Linked DNA regions of Mus musculus: regions 1 and 2 are each linked to region 3. The links are chromatin contacts, called in public ChIA-PET and HiChIP or PLAC-seq maps. All regions are on one chromosome and are shown on one strand. The core of a region is the stretch at or near the end of the contact, and the rest is flanking DNA. Distances in the headings are between cores, read along the strand shown. Region 1 has its middle 28 kb from the start of Gm42294. Region 2 holds the start of Whrn (whirlin). Region 3 has its middle 5.8 kb from the start of Gm11213.

The links. HiChIP or PLAC-seq counts read pairs in DNA pulled down with a chosen protein or histone mark. ChIA-PET counts read pairs in DNA pulled down with a chosen protein or histone mark.
Region 1: a CTCF HiChIP or PLAC-seq map of CD8 T cells shows a contact between it and region 3, with 6 read pairs. The contact joins two enhancer-like sites. A contact is called at or near these places in 1 of 39 promoter capture datasets (macrophages), 1 of 15 datasets of contacts at CTCF or cohesin (CD8 T cells) and 2 of 9 other capture datasets (adipose tissue and pancreatic islet).
Region 2: an RNA polymerase II ChIA-PET map of memory CD8 T cells shows a contact between it and region 3, with 68 read pairs. The contact joins the promoter of Whrn here to the enhancer-like site in region 3. A contact is called at or near these places in 13 of 39 promoter capture datasets (the 3T3-L1 cell line, 3T3-L1-derived adipocytes, the C10 cell line and 8 more), 2 of 15 datasets of contacts at CTCF or cohesin (the NIH/3T3 cell line and pro-B cells), 14 of 484 Hi-C or Micro-C datasets (the Ba/F3 cell line, the G1E-ER4 cell line, beige adipocytes and 9 more), 1 of 115 datasets of contacts at active chromatin or transcription factors (memory CD8 T cells) and 4 of 9 other capture datasets (adipose tissue, liver, macrophages and 1 more).

The regions. Positions count from the first base shown.
Region 1 is chr4:63,666,928-63,669,877 of GRCm38.p6, forward strand. No RefSeq gene overlaps it. Among named protein-coding and RNA genes, the nearest start is that of Gm42294, 28 kb to the right of the region's middle. Within about 2 kb of position 1,559, at least 93 of the 459 cell types and tissues checked have an H3K27ac peak or open chromatin away from gene starts, as enhancers often do. A contact at or near this core is called in CD8 T cells, where this site is marked.
Region 2 is chr4:63,494,349-63,497,254 of GRCm38.p6, forward strand. Whrn (whirlin) reads right to left here and starts at 1,643. Exons shown (of 12, transcript NM_028640.2): 1 at 265-1,643. The coding sequence starts at 885.
Region 3 is chr4:63,593,599-63,596,361 of GRCm38.p6, forward strand. No RefSeq gene overlaps it. Among named protein-coding and RNA genes, the nearest start is that of Gm11213, 5.8 kb to the right of the region's middle. Within about 2 kb of position 1,408, at least 61 of the 459 cell types and tissues checked have an H3K27ac peak or open chromatin away from gene starts, as enhancers often do. A contact at or near this core is called in CD8 T cells, adipose tissue and memory CD8 T cells, where this site is marked.

The sequences.
Region 1 (2,950 bases), core at 309-2,808, 73 kb after region 3:
TGGTTATAATAGGTTCCTAGAATGAGATAATTTTTGTTCCTTGTTTGATTCTGCAAAACTGTGGTTGCCACCTAATTTTATGTGTGCCTTGGGGGCTTGGTGGAACTGAGCACTAACTAGTACCTCAAACAAAAGTACATTTAAGATGAGAGATGGAGCAGGAAGAGCTCATAAAGGCAGTTGATGAGCAAGACCGTGGTCTATCTTTTATTCCTGGGGTCCAGTTTCCAGCCCCTCAAAACACAAAGGAGCAAACAGAGCAAGCTGGACCAAGTTTGTGCACTGTTCAAAGAGAGTCTTCAGTAGCTTCTTACTACCTTCCAGAAATAGCCCACCCTTTACCACAGAGTTCCGGTTCTGATAACCATCAGTTTTCCATGTTTTTCTCCCCAACCCTGAAACAGTTCAAGTGTATTAGCATTTATCTCTCCTCTAGGATTTTGCTAGAAATGCTGCTCCACTTGTTCCTTGGCCAAGTCCTCCACCACCCCTAGTTCAGCCAGGCAGAAATTTCTCTTAACGCTTCTCAGAGCCTCCCTCTTCCTTTAGATTCAATGAAGCCACCTTCTCTTGGCATCTCCTGCCCTTCCACCCTAGGTCTCTTGATGGTAGGTGCTCTTCTGTGGCTGTGGTGTGGTTGAGTTGTGGGTGAGCTTCAGTGGGCCACACTGTGGAAACAGCCTACTTTTGATCAAACATACAAAGAAACGAGCCAGCCTCAGGATTGTGTCTCTAGCTCAACACTTCCCAAGTTCTTGTTTGGGAATGAAGTAGAGACAAATGGACATGATGTTCCTGATGTCTACAGGAGATGTCTTCCCTCACTCATGAGCTTGGTGAGTCACTAGGGTGTCCTTCAGAGAGGGGTTAAAGCCTCTATCACCACTGTTATTTGTCCTGCTTTCTTCTACCCATGAAGGTCTTTTGAAACATTCTTGTCTTGGTCTTGAGTTTCAGGGATATTGACCTCTTAGGGAGCCTGATATTATCCTATAGATCTTACAGACAGGGAGACTGAGACCTAGAGGGGCTAGATCTGTATCTACTTTCAGAGAAGGGGGAGGCAAGGAGAAAGCAGGAAAGCAGGAATCTTGCCTCCAGGTGGAGACTCCAGCTAGTCTTTTTTTTTTTTTTTTTTTTTTTTTTTGCAAGACTACATGCAACACCAGTTTTCATTTCTCCTATATTCTTTTCATCGTCTCTACTCCTCCATCCCACCCCTACCCTCTTTCTATGGACTGAATCTCTCCTCATTCTTGTATTGAAGCTCTAGCCTCCCAAATGTGGCTCTGATGGGAGACAAGGCCTTTAAAGAAGTAATCGGTAGCATGCTAGTGTTACAGGAAGACACACTTTTGAGTTGAGAGGCCAGTGGCAAGGTGGTCAGCGGCAATCCCCATCCCAGGATGCTGTATCAGGTATGGGAAAGTGCTTTTCAACAGCTGCACCATGCAGGTCAGTTGGTTCCCTCCCCTCAGGATGCACTGCTGAGCTATAGAGGTCTTGCTGAGTGTTCACACCCACACACCAGTTCCAAGAAAAGTAAAGCGATGGGGCTTTTGTGGTTTCGTGAGTCACACTGGCTACTCTTGCCAAGTATTCAAATCTTGTGGCTAGAGGAGCCGAGCCATGCTTTCTGACTATTCAACTGTTTGCTGACTGTGGCTTCAAGCTGTTACTTGCATGAAGTCTTCTCTGGTCCAGAAGAAAGGCAGGGGAGAGCTGAGAGGACCTGAAAAAGTGTTTCAAGATGATCCCAATACTGGGCAGTGGAGTGTCCAGGATGTGAATGGGGAAGTTGTGAGGAATAAGATATTCTAGTCTGGGAGAGAAGAAGACACCCGCTTCTGATTGGAGAAGATTAAGGAAGGGCTGGAGATGCCAGGTAGAGGTCAGGAGAAACTCAGTAAGCAGACGTGAGGTGAGAATTGTAAGGATTTAAGGATCAGGGGTGGGGGGCAGGAAAGAGAGGAGAAAGCAGAAAGAGAAAGAGAGGAGATACGAGACAAACCCTCAGAGGATGCCAGTGCTTGGGACTTCTGTGCTGCTTTGGGTTTTACTTCCAATGCCACTCAGGATGCCAGGGAGGAAGGAGGCAGAGGGTCTGAGAGAAGAGGCATTGTGATTAAGCAAAGAGCAAGTAGGAGAAGGTGATGTTCTTGCATGAGGGTTTAAACATTTACTGTCATTTATTTTTGACACATCCATGCTTGAAGGATAGATGTCCAAGACCCTGGCACCAGCATAGTCAAGAACTGGAAAGACCCAGAGTGATCTGCTCAGATGGCCAAATGGAGGCTCTGGTTTTATGACTTATACATCAAGTGTATGTGTGTGCATGCATACACTTCTGTGTGGGTGCCTGTTCATGAGTACCTGTGTGTGCAGAGGGCAAAGGACAATCTTGGGTTGCTTTTCTTCAATTAGAGTCCATTTTCTTCTTCTTCTTCTTCTTCTTCTTCTTCTTCTTCTTCTTCTTCTTCTTCTTCTTCTTCTTCTTCTTCTTCTTCTTCTTCTTCTTCTTCCTCTTCCTCTTCCTCTTCCTCTTCCTCTTCCTCTTCCTCTTCCTCTTCCTCTTCCTCTTCCTCTTCCTCTTCTTCTTCTTCTTCTTCTTCTTCTTCTTTGAGTTGTGATATTTTCACTGTCTTGGAATTTCTCAAATAGGCCAGTCTTGCAGGCTGGTGATTCCCTGGGATTCACATGTCTCTCCCTCTCCATTGTTGGGATTATGAACACACCCCAACACACCTGGCTTTTTCATATGGATTTTGGAAAATGAACTCAGGTCTTCACACTTGCAATCAAATTACTACTGAACAGTCTCCTGAGGCTTACTCCTGTTATAACATCACATGGTACTCACCTGTCACTACTGGGCCGCTTTTTCAAGCATATTATTCTCCAAGCAACGTTGATGCTCAAGTCAGCAGTATCTACTGCTGCACTGTGT
Region 2 (2,906 bases), core at 393-2,892, 99 kb before region 3:
TGCTTATGTTATACTGTGTATGTGCCTTAGCCTTTAGGTCACCTAAGGCAAGAATAACCATTTCCTCCGTGCTCAGAACACCGATCTGCGCCACAAATTAAATGTTCCTCTTTTAAAATCCGGTCAGGGAGGCAAAAATAAACCAACAACAAAGACCAGAAAGGTCAGGCGATTTGGTATAAAAGATAGCAGCACAGGCAACCGAAGAGGGAGCACTAAACTGCCTGTACTGTCCTCTAACGCTCCCATAAACCACAGCCCTACCTTGACAGCCTCCGCGTGGGTCACCCGGGCTAGAGATTTATCGTTGACGCGCAGAATCTGGTCCCCGACCCGCAACCCTTCCTTCTCTGCCAGGGAGCCCGGCTCCACTAGAGACACGTAGATGCCCACGCCGTGTTCCGAGCCCCCGCGGATGCTGAAGCCCAAGCCCTCGTGGGCCTTGGCGCGCCGCAGGCTCACGAGTCGCACCTCCCCGGGCCCCGCGCCGTCGGGAGCGGCCCAGGCGGGCTGCCTGTAGGGGGTGGTGGCTGGCAGGTAGAGGCCCTCGGCCGTGTACTGGTCGAAGAGCAGCTGGTCGGAGCGCGGGATGACCAGACGCAGCATGGGCAGCAGACGCCGCTTGACCGGGCTGTCCAGCAGGACGCGCAGGGTGCGCACCAGGTCGAAGACGTTGCGGCGCGCGTGGTACGCGTTGAGGCAGTGAGTGAACTGCTCCCGCTCGGGCTCGCTCAGCAGCGCCGTGAGCGCTTGGTGCAGCTGGCGCACGTTGGCAGACAGCAGCCGCAACCCCGCGCCCCCGCCGCCGCCCGCCGCCGCCGCCGCCGAGCCCAGCGAGCCGGTGGAGGACGAGCTCACCGACAGGCCGTCCAGCTGTGCGTTCATCTCCCCGCCGAGGCCCGGCCGCACTCGGGGCGCGCGGCGCGGGGCGGCAGCTGCACCTGCGGCCAGAGGCGCGACAGCTGGATTCCCCGGGGCGCGGAGGTCACGGCTGGAGTCTGGGTTTGGGGTAGACGCGGAGTCACCGGCTGCAGTCTAGACTGGCCCGGAGAGCGGAGACGACGGCTGCAGGGTGGGTTGGGGAGGTGCAGGTGAGCTAGAGCGCTGGCTGGATCCTGGGGAGGTGGCAGGGACAGCGGCTGGTGTCCCAGGGGCGCGAAGGCAGGTGAAACTGGAATTCGGAGGACGAAGAGACGGCGGCTGCAATCCTGAGGACCGCGGCGGGATCCTGGGGGGACAAAGAGTTGGCGCCTGGAGGCCGGAGGTCGTGGAGACTGCGGCTGGAGGCCGGGGGGAGCGAGAACAGCAGCTACATGCCGGAAGGCGCGGGGACCGTGCGTGGCCGCAGTGGGGGGCGCAGCCACGCCGCCCGCCCCGTCACACCATGTCCGGGGCTCCCCCAGCCGAGATGCCCGTTCCTCTAGGGCTGGGGGACCCCAAAGTCAGAAAGAAGTTAGGGCGCCGGTCAATCTAGGCTCAGAGTCCGGAGCAGTCGCAGCCAGAGGAGCCACGCGGGCGTCCGGCGGGGGGTGCGGGGCATGTCCCGGGCCGCCCACCATGCAGCAGCCCGGGCCCCCGCGCCCCAACGCCGCCCGGGCGCACACGGAGCCACGCGGCCGGGAGCCCGGACTTTGCGAACTGTTGAGCAGCTCTGGGCTGAGTCTTCCAGCGAGTTCCGACGCCGCCGCCGTCGCCAGCCGGGACTTGGCCCCGCCCCCTCGCCCCTCCCCCTCCCCGCCCCGTCCCCCCGCGGGCTCTTCAGGAAATGACGTCCCGCCTGGCGCGCCTGGCTGTTGCCTGGAGACGGGGTGAAACAGTCCGGCCCCAAGGAAGAAAGGGGTGAAAGTGGGGGTGAAAGAAAGCAGGAGGAGCCCTGGGCCCCTGCGAAGTCTTCCCACTTCCTCAGCCCAGGGGTGAAAGATGGGGTCCTAAAAGCTGCGCTTTCCGGCGATCACAGCTCGATTCCAGGGTCGCTTTGGAGCAATTAGCCGGTTTGCCAATTCACAATTGGGGAAAATGGCCAACTTTTGGCCTCTAAAATAATAGATGCTTCATGCTCTGCTTTTCTGCCTTAAAATGTTGTTCCTGCAGCTTGCACACGTGCTGACTGCAAGTTTAAGTGAGTATGTGGACGATAATCGGTCACCTGCTCTGCACATGAGAAGAATATAAGCCACACAGGTGCCATCAGGAGCCAAGTCCTGTGCTGGGATAGATCAGCCTGGGCCCCTTCCTCTGGTGCTCTCCGGAGTGGGGGGGGGGGGGGGAGGGGGGAGTGGGGGAAAGCAAGGAGCTGTTATCAGAACTGTAAAGTATGCAAACACACACACATGCATTTAAAACTAAGTCTGGAGTAGGAATGTCACTTGTACCAACTGTTAGGTCCCGCTTGTGATCTTTTCCACACTGAGGGAACAGGGTGAAGGTTACATGACAACTCTATATACAGTCTTTAAAAAAAACATATTTTATATGGAAAGATGTCAGAATACACAGTCTAAAGTCTGTCATCTGATACCCACTCTCCTAAACACTATCACAGGAAAAACTCGGCTTCTAGTCAAAGAAGTGTTCTAAGAAGATCTATAGTGCTTGACCTAGTCACCACTACATGCCATGTGGATCTCTTTAAACCTGAATTGCCTCTCCAGAGGTGTTCTGTGAAAAGCTGGTTTTTTTTCCCCTAAGACTGTCCTGGGTTGCCGTCACAGGAATGAAACGGCTGACTCTGATATGGGAGAAATAGAAAAAGAGAAGGATTATCTGGAGTGGCTTTGAGCTGGCTGCAGAAGGGTGTTTTGTTCCCTGGCTAGTTATTTACCTGTGCACTTGGTCATTCTTCATTCAACATTTGCCAAGCACCCGTTCTGCTGCTTGACCAAGCGGCATATGGTTGATGCTGGAGA
Region 3 (2,763 bases), core at 158-2,657:
GGGCTGCAATGGGAGCAACTCTCTGATCTCTTTAAACAGATGTACAAAACCCCCAACAGCTTTGTACAGAGCTGAGTGAGGAGGTTCGGTCAAGTTTAGGCTGCTTTCCCATAATCAGATAAACCAGGCTTCTCCGGCTTCCATGGATCTTTTTACTGTTATCTGAAAATCCAAAAAATATATAGCACTCACTCTGAGGGCCCCTTGACAGAGTCACAACATGAGCGCCTTTTCACAAGCCTTCTGTGGAGGGGCTTCTCAATTAAAGAAACAAGTTTCTTTGATGTTCAGAGCACCCACTGACTGTTGCAGGAAGCAAGTTGACAGAGTCTGTGGTGTGCTGGGGAAAGGAGGAAGACTGGCCTGGAAAATGGTACAGAATGCCTCTTTCCACTGGTTTGGTGAATCCAGGGCATCTATCATGAGAGCTGTAGAGGAAGAGGAAGCTGGCCCTCACTGAGGCCCAGAGGAGTGACTATATATCATAGCCAACTGCTAGTTCCCCCACAGGCCATGCACCCATGGCTTCCATTCCCTGGTATGTCTTCTAAATATCCCCTACATCCCTGCTTGTTTTGGATAAAGTGTTGCTACATACCCTAAACTGGTTTTTAAATCGCTTCCCTCCTGTGTCAGGAATACTGGGATTATAAGCCCACACCACCATTCCTGGCTCTCACATTTTGCCATTTCTCTTTCTTCCCTATCCTTATATCCCAGAATTAAATAATGTCTTGCCAACTTGACCCCCAACACTATGTGAACCTCTCTCTATTTTTCCTTCCCATGTGGTCTGAGTTAGAATGGGTCATCTGTACCCAAGAAACCTTGTGACCTGGGCTACTTCTCCAGCCTCATATGCTGCTGTCATCCCAGATCACGCCTGCGAGGTTTCCCCATCTGTTTGGGCAGCCTCTGGATTTATTTCTGTATTAGTTAGGTCTAATACCACAGTAGTTTGAATGTGGGGTCTTGTAGTGTTAATAACTGTCAGTGCTGGTAAGAGATGGCAGTAAGGAGGGAGTAGTGCTAGAAAGTTCTGTGAATTATGAGCAGCAGCTGGAGGGGCGGCCCCACCCAGGAGTGAGGGTCAGATCACAAACCTAGGATTGGGAGCCAGAGCCAGAGTTGTGATAGAGAAATTTATCAGCAGGATGCTTTAGAAACATGCCTTCTTGGCTACAACTACAGGAAGATTTTTTACCGGAGGAACTCCATTTGTAAGGGACACAAGGAGAAATGGTTGCTCAGTGTCTCCAGTCCCCATTTGCTGCCAAACCCTGACCTAATATGTCATCTAAGACGAAGGGCACTGAAAGCCAGAGAAGCTGCAAGAACCCACAGAGTTCCTTCCTATCTTTAGCTTCAGCTGTTGACAAAGCAAAGTTCATTGCACCAGCTGCCAACAAAAGAATTGTTAAAAATCCTCAGCCCTGATTTTGAAAGCAGGCAATGAACAGTTAGTCTGGGGACAAGAACAATGTCTGGATGCTATCCTCTCATTGATGAGGGGCAGTGTGACCAGAGGGGATTAAGAGCGTGGACCCTAGAGTCAGGCTCCCTGAGTCTGAGTCTCAGCCTGGCACTTCCTATTAGCAAACTTTAAGCTATAATTTACTCCTCTAGGACATTTTTCTAGGATGTAAAACCTGGGTAGTTTGCTTACCTTGTTGGCTTAGTGTACTGATTGAACTGCTATTCATAGAGCACTTAGAGGGGTTCCCAGCACAGGGGAAGCTGTAGCGGGGCTTTCCATGTTGTTTGCATGACGTCACTCAAACCTACCGTTCACACTGTAGACCGGCTTCCTGTGATTGTTAATCTTTACCCGCAATTTGGCGGATTTAGAGACACCAGGGAACCACACCTCAGGCCTGTTCAAATAAGGAGGGAAGACCCGCCCTGAAGGCGAGCAGCAGCATTCCAGGGCCTGGGGTCGTAGACTAAATACAAAGGTAAAAAGGAAGTGAGGAAAGCCCCATCCTTCACTCCATCCCCATCCTGTGACTGTAGTGTGGCTAGCTGCCTCATCCCGGTGCTGGTGTGATGTGGGCTATTATGTCAAGATAACCTCTTTCTGTTGCCCATGTCAGATGTTTTATTACAGCACTGAGAAACTCAATACAATTTTCAGCGTAGGTGTGAACACAGTTGTGACACAAACATCGCATCCCTTGATCTGCCTCTCAAAATGGGACAGACGCAGGGTGTGCGAATACAGGGTGCTGACTTCCTATTCATCTTTGTCGTCATCTGCTGGGCATTCGCCAAGCTTCATGTTGAAGTCCTAACTCTGTTAGTGACATGGGAGTTGGGGGCCCTTTGAGAAGGGATTAGGATTATAAAAGCTTGAGACTCCTGCCCCTTCTACCATGTGACACAGTAAGAAGGAGCCTAGTATAACATGGCGCACCCCCATCAGCCACTGTGTCTGGTGGTGCCTAATCTCACACTTCCAACCTGAGGATTGTGAGCAGACCGCATGTTCCTGTTGCATATACGCCCTCCCTTTATGATATACTATCACAAAAGACTGAAGGCACAGAGTGACTCAGTATTGTAAAAACCATCCACCTAGCTGTGCCACTCCGCAGCTGTGGCCCCTCATCACCTTCCGGGCATTCTTGGACACAAAGCTTTTGTTGCCTGGCTATTTCTCCTGTCACCACACCCTGGTGCAGACTTTTCCTTGAGTCTGTACAGACTTTGAAGCCTGTGACCCTTGTACCTTCCCCAGGTCTGTTCCCCAGATTTTCTGATTTT